Linked DNA regions of Gasterosteus aculeatus: region 2 is linked to region 1. Evidence: chromatin contacts called from public Hi-C data. All regions are on one chromosome and are shown on one strand. Each heading gives the region's core, a stretch centred on a gene start, on an enhancer-like site or on the middle of the called end of the contact. The rest is flanking DNA. Distances are from core to core; before and after follow the strand shown.

Region 1 (5,532 bases), core at 2,716-5,215:
AAACCATCTAATGCAATGCAAATGCGTCAACTTTAATGACATGTAAATGTAAATGCAAGTCGCTTTGGATGAAAGTGTCACCTTGAATGACCTGTGAATAAACTTGCCTCAACTTGAGTTAAGTTTATGTGAATAATAGGTTAAATGTATTTAATTTGAACTCAATTAAAAATGAAAAAGAAATTAAAGTTAACTAAATCTAGTTGAAAATGATTAAGCCATTCACTTTCAACTGACAATACATGGCCTGAGACGGCGGTCTCAGGCCATGTATTGATTATCGGGGCTTGAACAAGATCACGATGAAGAATCGCTACCCCTTGCCCTTAATGTCCTCAGCATTTGAACTCCTACAAGGGACAACTATCTTCACCAAATTGGACCTCCGTAACGCCTACCACCTGGTCCGGGTCAAGGAGGGAGACGAGTGGAAGACGGCCTTCAACACACCTACAGGTCATTATGAATATTTAGTTATGCCATTTGTTGTCCAATGCACCAGCGGTTTTCCAGGGACTCATTAACGAGGTTCTCAGAGAAATGTTAAACCATTTTGTGTTTGTCTATTTGGATGACATTTTGATTTTCAAATCCCTTCATGAACATGTCCATCATGTCAGAGTCGTCCTCCAGCGCCTGCTTGAGAATCATCTCTTTGTAAAACCTGAAAAATGTTCCACGTCTCTGAGGTGTCCTTTTTGGGCTTCATCCTGTCCAAGGGGAGTCTTCTCACAGATCCCAAGAAGACTCAAGTTGTTCGGGATGGGCCCCAACCATCCTCTGTCCAAGAGGTGCAACGGTTCATCAGAAACTTCAGTTCTGTTGTCGGCCCTATGACCGATCTCACAAGGAAGAAGTCTGGCTCCTTTAAGTGGTCTCCAGCAGCAGAGATGTTGTGGGGGATCGTGAGCTTCTGGCTATTAAGATGGCCTTGGAGGAATGGCGCCACTGGCTAGAAGGGGCCCAGCACCCTTTTGTGGTTTGGACGGACCACAAAAATCTGGAGTACATTCAGAGGGCCAAATGTCTCAACCCTAGGCAGGCAAGGTGGGCTCTTTTTTTAATAGATTAATTGATTTGATTTTGTCCTTCCGCCCTGGTTTGAAGAACCAAAAGGCCGATGCACTCTCTAGACTGTTTCACAGACCAGGGGTTGAAAGAGTTCCAGCGTCCATCCTCCCATGCTAGAGGATTGTAGCTCCGGTCCGATGGGGAGTTGAGACATTGGTGCGCCAAGCCCAGAAGAGAGAGCCAGATCCCGGGTATGGACCCTCCAACCGGACCTAGGTTCTGCAGTGGAGGCACTCTTTGCGTCTGACCGGCCCTCCAGGAATGGGCAGGACTCTGGAGTTCATCAACAGGGGGTTCTGGTGGCCGGGAATGAACATTTTGAACTTTTGTTGCGGCCTGCTCGGTCTGCGCCATAAGTAAGAGCAGACCTGCTCCCCCTCTACGTCCAGGACAGAGCGCCTACCTATCAACGCGAGACCTTCCTCTGCGGGTGGAGTCCTGCAAGCTAGCTCAGCGGTTTGTGGGGCCCTTCAAGGTTGTGAGGAAGGTTAATCCATTAGCCTATCGCCTCTAACTCCCCCGGTCCATGCGGATCAACCCAACCTTCCATGTCTCCCGGCTACGCCCAGTTGCCACGAGCCCACTGGTCCATCCAGCTATGACCCCTCCTACCACCAGGATCATCGACGGCGGTCCAGCTTATACGGTCCAACGTCTAATGGACTGTCGCCGGGTGGGGAGGGGCCTGCAATATCTGGTGGACTGGAAGGGCTATGGTCCGGAAGAACGGTCCTGGGTTCCTTCCCGGCTTGTACTCGATCCAACCCTCATCAGGACCTTCCACCAAAGTCATCCAGATCACCCTCGAGGGAACGTCAGGAGACGTTCATAAGGAGGGGGGTCTTGTCAGGGTTTTTGGACTGCAGTACCCTGAAAGACCATGGGGAATCCTCAGTGTTGTTGTGGTATTGTTTTCATTGTGTTCACCTGTGCCTTGTTTTCTAGCCTTTAAAAGGCCACCTGAGTTTATTTGTGTTTGCAGAGTCTTGGAACTTCCCACCTGGAGCCTAGCCACGTGAGATTCTAAATGCTCTACCTCTGTTAATCGTTTTTGGTTTTTGAGATATTTTGTTGCCTCTTTATTGGGACACCCTTAGTTACCTTGTTAAATGCCCAGACCTTGTTTTTAGTTGTCTAGAAATGTTTTTTGAGTTACTATGGAATCATCCTGCTCTTTTCAAGTAAAGAAATCTTGTTTGATTCGCCACAAACAACTCTGCCCTCTCTTTCTCTGCACCTGAGTCACAATCACTCGTAGCACAGTGGAAGGCAATCCGCCTGCTACATGGAGACCCAAGTTCGGATCCCTGACGATCCTGATACCCGCCCCCCTGGACCGTTTTTCTTGAAAACTCGACAGCCCCGATATAAAGATTGAAAGAATATTATAGGTGAGCGTCGCACAGCGGCAAAAAAAACGTAAAAGCAGTAAAAATTGAAGTTGTTTTAACTCGGCCATACATTTTGTTATCCGCTCCACATGCCCGTCGGAGAGGGAGAGAGGAAAGAGAGGGATGGAGGGGACAGAGGCCAGAGTGTGTGTGTGTGTGTGTGTGTGTGTGTGTGTGTGTGAGTAGCTTTTAGCTTGGGACTTTTCGGCCATTATCAGGATGAATCTGAAAACAGGAAGGCGGGTTTCATTATACAAGACGAGCGGAAGACAACCACAGTTCTACTTCCTGTTGGAGGGCAAGGGAGGAAACCGCAGATTTTTTAGGAATTCAAATCAGAATCAAGACTCCGGAAGGATGAAATTAAGAGCATTCATGTGCTAGAATTTTAATGAGGCGTTTCTTCATAGCTTTCGTAAGAACAAATGCTGCAGTGAAAAGTGTGATCAGGCAGATGTTTATCACCCCAGTTCTGTCTCCACTTGGCTGTGTTTGTGGGTCAGCATGCAGCGAGAGGAAAGCAGCCCGGCATACAAAACACCCTTTTCCGTTCATCTCCCACTTCTCCGGAAAGCAATGCTTCTGATTGGGGAAAGAAACCCATGGGACGGCGTGCCGGAGGGAAGGGATCGCATGCAGCAGAGAAGAAGTATTTAACTCGGAAGACGAGCGAGAAACATTGAGCATCATTGTGTGTGATCTCATCACAATGTGTCAGCAACAGATTAAACGGTGTGAGATCAAAGGAGAGAGAGTAAATAATGAATAGTGTGATTGATAGTAAACCAGCATTCCTTGCCGTTAGGAACGTTCTATTAAACTGTCTTTTTTTAATCTACTTGATGAACATTGACCTCTGAACCCCTCCTTGTCCCTGGTCAGTGTTCTCTGCCCCGGTTAGGCTGTGTAAAAAGCGACCTGGGTTGCCCCGTTTATAACCGAGGCAATAACACATTATTAGGCCCATCAATTTTAGCTGGATGTGATCCCTCCTTCCTTCTGTGTCCCTCTGTCCTCTGCTACAGCTCCTTTACTGTGTCCTAGTTAGAGGCGGAGAGAAATGCCCGGCGAGCTTTCCGTTCCCTTCCTGCATATCCTGTCTTATCACACAGAGAGGGGAGCAAACGAGGGAGGGACGTGGACATTTTGGAAACCTCAGCATTAATTGCAGCATTATGAAATATTTTCACTATCATATCCTAACATCATAGATGGCTTTACTTTCAGGCATCCTCTATAGTTATTTGTTTTTAATGGTCACGCATGTCTACTTGTTTAATTTCTTTCTAAATGTATTTTTTCTGTGTTTCCAAGTAGTTTTTTGTGTCAGCTTTGTTTTTTTTTCTTTCTGGCTAAGTGTGTTATGCATGGTTTGTTTCATGACATGAATAAATCTCAACAACCCACCACCCCTTAAAACACACGCACGCACACTGAGATCCTCTCTGGGTGATGTAACTGCGTGTAGAGGCTGTTAAATATCTAGAAGCAGAGATACACTTGAGTAAAGAGAGACATCTAGAGGAACCAGCCAAAACTGTTCACTTATTTTACTTACAAGCAGGGTGTAAAAATTGTCCGCTTCTTTCACACGTCAAATTAGACACGTGTCTTTAAATACAAAATCCACACATTTCGGTGAAGTAGGCTGAAACATGGAGCCACTCCACTTGTATACTATAAGTTGTGCATTAGAGTTCCTGTGCATCCAATCTGCAGCAAAGGGCTTCTGCCACACGATGGCACTCCGGCTCTTTCCCTGGACGTCACGCATACATCTTTTCTCAGTAGAACTGTGGAATACGAGACAATCCTTTAATATTAGAAATTAGATCTAGCGTACATTGGAGAATATTGTCTATTTCAGGAGTAATACCACACAGGCAAATACAGGTTTCAAGGGAATCTGACTGATAGTGAGAAACCAGAGGAGTTGATCTAAAATGATGAAATAAAATTGACTGGATTTGCTATAAGGATTTGAATAGACTACCAGGAAGGTTCTGGAAGCTCTCTCATTGAATCAGCGGTTGTTGTTAGATCAGCTCAATAAGAAACTGCTATCAAACGTAATAAAGAGACGTGATTGGGCTCTGCACTGGTCCAAATTGAGGCAGTATTAATGACTGAGGGAGTCTTTGGGCTGCTCTCGCTGTAATGAAGGTGTAGTTACATGTGCAGTAACTCCATTGGAATTCAGCCTTTAGCTGCTTGTCAATCAATGGACCATGGTCATACTGCCGGAGCTGTGACCGCAGATACACTTTTTAGAGGAATATGTGCCTCGGGCTGAAAAGTAATTTGGTGTGAAAGTAAAGAATTAGACCTTGGAGATGTGGCTGGCATTCAAGTTAGATGCGATTAAAGCTACAGGCATCGATTGGATCTCTGTTACAAGGTACCAGGCTGCGGGATGCTGCAGAATAGAGGGATCCCTCTGTACTCAATTTCATGATTTTTCACTGCATCACCGGGAGATGATTTCGTTTGCTTTGCACATTTGGGGAGAGGCCTGGTCAAGCAAAGGAAGAAGAAGAAGAAGAAAAAGAAGAAGAGGAAGAAAACATGATTCCATAGAATTCCACAAGGCCCAGTTGATGCAATTCGTGGTTTGGTTTAAATATAAAAGCTGCAACCTAAGTGGAACTTTTCTCATTTATCATCCGGCCAAGCACATCATCCTTGCTTAAAGGCCATCAGAGGCAAGATAAGAGGTTGGTTATACGGGAGACCTTCGTCTATCTCAGCTCTAACTTGCAATCAGTCGAGACGGGGTGAAATCAGGGTGACGTTGTGTGTCCCATATGTGTTTATCCAATTTACCAGGGTGCACATTCATTTATTCATGCGTACTCATTGAGAGTGCACCATGGAAAAGAAGGTATTCTGGTTATTAGAGGGAAAACTGTTGAAGAGGTGAGAGCCCAGTAGTCCAAGATGAAGCCACTTTCGCTTTCATGTTAGCAGCCGCCCGAGCCCGAAATGGCCAATTACCATCATTTCTCTGCTGGTGGTAATGTTAGTGAAAAAGTCGGAGAGAGAAAGATGTGGGAGAGAGAGAGAGAGAGAG
Region 2 (5,279 bases), core at 1,565-4,064, 220 kb after region 1:
ACCCGTTGGTCAAGCTCACATACATCAACATGTACTAACTGATACAGGTAGAACTTTCCGCTTATTGAATAGCTTCTATAAAGCTACAAAGGTGTGCTGAGATCATAACACGTATTCACGCATTGAGGAATAGCTGTCCCATCTCTTTGTTTCCGCGACAGAATGGCTCCCACATGCACACCAAACACCTGATCACCGGCCACTACCTGTACAACTTCTCCTACGTCTCGGACGGCCAGCTGTCCGGACTGACGAGTCGCGACGGCCGCGGCCTGCAGGTGAGGAGGGACGCTCGTGGAGTGCCTCTCTGGCTGGCACTACCTGGTGGACAGGTGTACTGGCTGTCTCTTAGCAACAGTGGAACACTGAGGAAGGTGTCAGCTCAAGGCCATGACATCGCCCACATCACTTACCATGGTAACACAGGTCTCCTAGCAACCAAGAGTGATGAGAACAGTTGGACCACTGTTTATGAGTAAGTTTTTTTTTTTTGCTCTCTCAATCTATTCTTCTTTCACTTTTTCTTTTATTCGTGGTTGGCATCCTCACTGTGTATGCGCAGACTTGGAATTGCAATCATGTGTGTGTGTGTTTAATGCGAGTCAGAGCTTCCGTTTGCGGTGTGAAATGTGAGTGCCATCTGGTGGCTGACCATCACTGTAGTAAACGGGGGGACTTTTCTGTCTAAATTTTGCTTTAGTGACTGATTATCTGAAGGACGTCTTCGCAACCCTTTAATCACACACATGTTTACTATCACGCGTATAGTACACACAAAAACACATCCGTCTACATCATTCACCGCGGACCGAGCCTCTGTCTCAAGTTCCACAACTGGATAATTACACATATAAATCACAGTTGACAGTTACTCTGTGGCGATGTTTGTGCACGACAGGAGAAACGGAGGGATAGTGCGTATGCATACGTGCGTTTATTGGCTTGTGCGAGTGCTATTTGCCGAAGAGACAAACTCATCTGTGTGTGTGTGTGTGTGTGTGTGTGTGTGTTTTTGCAGGTTAGCGATTGTGCATCATCCTCTTTGTGTTTCCTCTCCAAGGTACAACAGTGAGGGCCGCGTGACCAACATCACCCTCCCCACGGGTGTGGTGAGCGGTTTCCACGGCAACCTTGAACGTTGGTCTCGGGTGGAGGTCGACGCGTCCACCCGAGAGAACTTTGTCACCAGCACCAACCTGTCTGCCAGCGACACCATCTACACCTTCAGACAAGGTAAGGCGTCATCAAGTGTTTGTTCACACGCGACCGAGGTCGGTTGGGTTGTTGGTAAGCTGAAGGAAGACCGACTTGCCTCATAGGAAAGATCATAGCCTCGTCACAACGCATCCACCCCCATCGAGCTTACCACCAACTTGTCGAAAGGCCGCTTTTGACTCAACCCCCGGGGGGCTACATACACAGATGTGTGAGACGGTGGGAGACTATGAGGGCTCAGCCATGTTTAAAAATGCATGCCTGGCAAACTGCAGTAACATGACTGGTATTCTGGGCTGGTCAAACCCACTGACCTGCGTTTTTGTAGTAGTTTATTTTATATAATCCTTCTGATTAGTGAGCGAGAGAGTCACAGTGAGTGAGAGAGTCACAGCATTTGGGAAAAGGATTTTTCCTTTCTATAGAAAATTCGGCAACCATATGACTTTGTTACATGACCGCACTAATGGAAAGTAAAAGTATAATACATATATACATACAGTTTATGTATATTATTTTCAAAAAAGATGCAGACCAGACTGACTTGTGAAACGCATTAATGGTCTTAGGATGAAAAAAAAACAAAAAAACGGAAGAGAGGGCAGAGATGAGAAGAGGAGAAAATGAGAGTGGAGTGGAGAAGCCGCTCATGGGAGCAGTTTCCTCTCATGTCATCCCTTTAATTGCTTTCCAGCAGTTGTCACAATGACAGGACTGCAGGGAGCGAAAAGCTGCTCCGACACACACAGAGCGCACATGCACAAACGCAGGCATGTGCAGAGTATGACAGAGCTGCCAGGGAAGAACTGAAATAGCCCCCTATTTTGGAGAGTGCCACCCCCTGCCCCTTTTTACTTTCACCCCCCAGAAACTCACTGTCTTGCCCTGCCTCTAAAACTACATTTTTACGATAATTTTTGCTATTTCTTTCTTCATTTCATTGAAAAAATTTTATTGTTAATTGGAAATGAGCAGAGGCATAAGGCAGCTATGCAGGCATATGTTACTTCTTGGTAAAATTGTATTTAGAAAACTGTTAAACCCAAAGCCCAATTTCTGAGAATAGTTTTGCGCCTTGTGAAAACACGGGCCCTGCCCATCTGACCGTCTCCTCTTTTTTTTTCATCGCACTCTCACTCTTTCGGTCTTTCTTTCACATGGTCTCCTTTTGAACAGGTGACATCCATCCAAAGATGGAATAGAGGTTACAGTACACTGATGTTGTTGAGAAAACAACATCAGCCGTTAATTCAGAACCCCAGTGGAAAAAGCCAGACTTGTATTCATAACAATTATGTAGTCAGCTTCTGTAGCTCAACACCGTGTTTCTTAGTTGTTTTGCATAGACAATAACACAGACAATGTTTTTTCACACTTTTTTTCATATGTTGGTGCATCATATGTGTGCGTATGTGGTTTTGCACACCCTTGTGTTCTGTGTTTGTGCATCTCTCTACGTGTGTGTAACCGTCCCAACACCTCCAGACCACGCTCAGAGTTCGTACAGAGTCAGCGCCGACGGGTCCTTCCTTGTTACGCTGGCGAGCGGGATGGAGCTGTCACTCATCACGGAGCCCCTCCTCCCCGGAGGCACTGGGGGAGGAGTCAGTCCCACGGCCAGCCGCTGTAACATCAGCCTGCCGGGAGACCACGCCCCCAGCCTGATAGAGTGGAGGCAGAGGAAGGAGCAGAGCAAGACTAACTACAGCACCTATGAACGGAGGCTCAGGGTAAACCACTAAATCACCCGCTTATTGTTCAGCTAAATTGGATAATATAGAGACTCCAGTTCCCTAAATTCATTACTACAAAAAGACAGCCTGTATTAAACCATTGTGGTAACCAGTAAACACCAGCAGCATTATATGGAAACTGGTGGGAATCGTCCAACATCATCACGCATCTTTGAAGTACACAGAGTTTACCAAAAGTTGTCGCAATCTGACATCTGACCAAGATATGACATTTCTCAGTGAAATCTACTCAGCGAGCCTTCCAATCTGTAGAGCCGTTTGAACAACGCCCCAGCTTGCTGTTACACAAGGTGTTAGATGCTTTGCGAGACTAATGGTGTCGCTGAGAGTGAGATGACTCACAACCCGTTCGTTGTACTTTCCACAAATCACACACCCCAACTGCAACTCCTCTTCTCTTTTTCCTTGGAACAAAAAGTACACCCCTCATATTTCATATTTCATTATATTCATTAAACAGCAATGCCCAAGCCTCATTCCTTGACTTGATTTATTGTTGTTATGCAGGTCCAGTTGGTTCTAAATGTCCCAATTCATTTATCCAAACTAATGAAATATGTCTCCGACATACCACTTTATTCATAATTGCTTGTCCGCGGGCATATTTACATATCTATGGTGATTTTAAAGCAGTAAAATGAAAAAAATAAGTTCTATTTTGTTCAACCTTTAGCTGATATTTCAATGCTCTCCTTTCAGGCACACAACAGGAACCTGCTGTCCATAGACTTTGATCAGAGCACCAGAGTAGGGAAGATCTACGACGATCACAGGAAGTTCACACTTCACATCCAGTATGACTCGCTGGGCCGGCCCGTGGTCTGGTCCCCCAGTAGCAAGTACACCGAAGTGAACATCAGCTACTCTGCTGGAGGCCTGTTGTCATCCATTCACCGCGGAGACTGGTCCGAGCGGCTGGAGTATGAGAACGACAGGGTGGTGTCCAGGGCCTGGGTCAACGGCAAGATCTGGAGCTACACATACGCTGATAAAGTGAGACCCGCACACGTGGAAAGCATATGATTATGTGTGGCGGGAGGGGTGGGGGAGACAGCGTTAGTCATATTTTCTTTGATGGCTTTTTTCTTTTGATTTTTGCAAAACTCTCACACGGTTGCTCTTCCTTTGTGCTTCAAGGTGATTTTAGTGGTAAGCAAAACCAAAACCAAAACTGTGAGAGGCCCTTGTGTTGTTTGAAATGAGAAGCTACAAATTGAAAACACAATTTAAAATAATTTACAGCGCTATACTGAAAAATCTATAAATGTATTCCTTCCTTTGAGGGAGCCTCTAGGTTGCATTCGTTTTATTCAACTTTGAAAATCAATTTGCCGAGTGAAGATTATGTCTGAGTTCACTTATCCAGACTTTTTAAATCAGTGTGCACTTAAAGCTGCACTAAGCAACAGCACCATGGCTTTGAGAGCCTTACAGGCAGCCAAGATATTCATTGTGATGAATTACGTAACTGAAATGAGTTCACCGGCTCTGTAAGTTGAAAAGAAAAGAAACGAGTGGTTTCCTGAAAGTGGGTTCTACTGGCAAACGGTTAGACATGTTGTACAAGATACAACGTACAACACAGAGGTACTGCAGAGCTGGCAACTTTTAAATACGATACGGGGGGGGTGCTACAACCGACGGGGGCTCCACCTTCCGTCGAGGTTGAAGAGGAACCAACGCGGCTCGGACCGAGGTCGTTTTTTTTTTTGCGTTGGAGCGTGAGCGTTGGATGTGTGGTGTGAGTGTGTGTGAAAACAGCTCTGGTATTGTGTCTTCCTTCAAATGTGTTCACAGCTACCTGCAGATATACTTTCCGTGCTTAAGATTAATTGAATTATTTAATTAAATTATATTTAGCCTGAAATGTATTTCATGTCTGCTTGCGCAAATGAGTTTATATTACAGAACCATCTTGAAATTCGTAATTCCAACATATATTATTAATACATTAATATTATACCTCACAGTTAAATATTTTTTTAGGTCTGCAGGCAAAGATTTTTAATCAAGCTTCCCGGAAAATTAAATAAAAATTCAACACTAAACTAAATTTCTGAAAAACCAAAAGCTCCAGTTATGGGGATTTAGTGTAATAATTAAGTGGACAACCTATCGGTAAATAGGGTAAACATGACTTTGACAAATGGATATTGAAATGAAACTTCCCCACTATTTTAAAATATAAAATATATAGTATGTATATATATATATAGAGAGAGAGAGATTTAACATAAAAAATGAAAATGTGCCATATCTAATGCTAACATTTGGTGAATTTAGGAGATATGTATAGACTCACGTAGAAAG

What was found. A called contact is a pair of places that touch in the nucleus more often than the background predicts.
Region 2: a contact with region 1 is called in a Hi-C map of skeletal muscle, with 2.7 times the contacts expected there. The contact joins two enhancer-like sites. A contact is called at or near these places in 2 of 6 Hi-C or Micro-C datasets (both in skeletal muscle).

What each region holds. Positions count from the first base shown.
Region 1 is chr4:15,540,081-15,545,612 of fGasAcu3.hap1.1, forward strand. No RefSeq gene overlaps it. Among protein-coding and RNA genes, the nearest start is that of LOC120818491, 9.0 kb to the left of the region's middle. Within about 2 kb of position 3,966, at least 4 of the 9 cell types and tissues checked have open chromatin away from gene starts, as enhancers often do.
Region 2 is chr4:15,756,302-15,761,580 of fGasAcu3.hap1.1, forward strand. tenm1 (teneurin transmembrane protein 1) reads left to right here. Exons shown (of 38, transcript XM_078101485.1): 28 at 162-475; 29 at 1,061-1,233; 30 at 2,701-2,945; 31 at 3,669-3,962. Among protein-coding and RNA genes, the nearest start is that of sh2d1ab, 15 kb to the right of the region's middle. Within about 2 kb of position 2,815, at least 4 of the 9 cell types and tissues checked have open chromatin away from gene starts, as enhancers often do.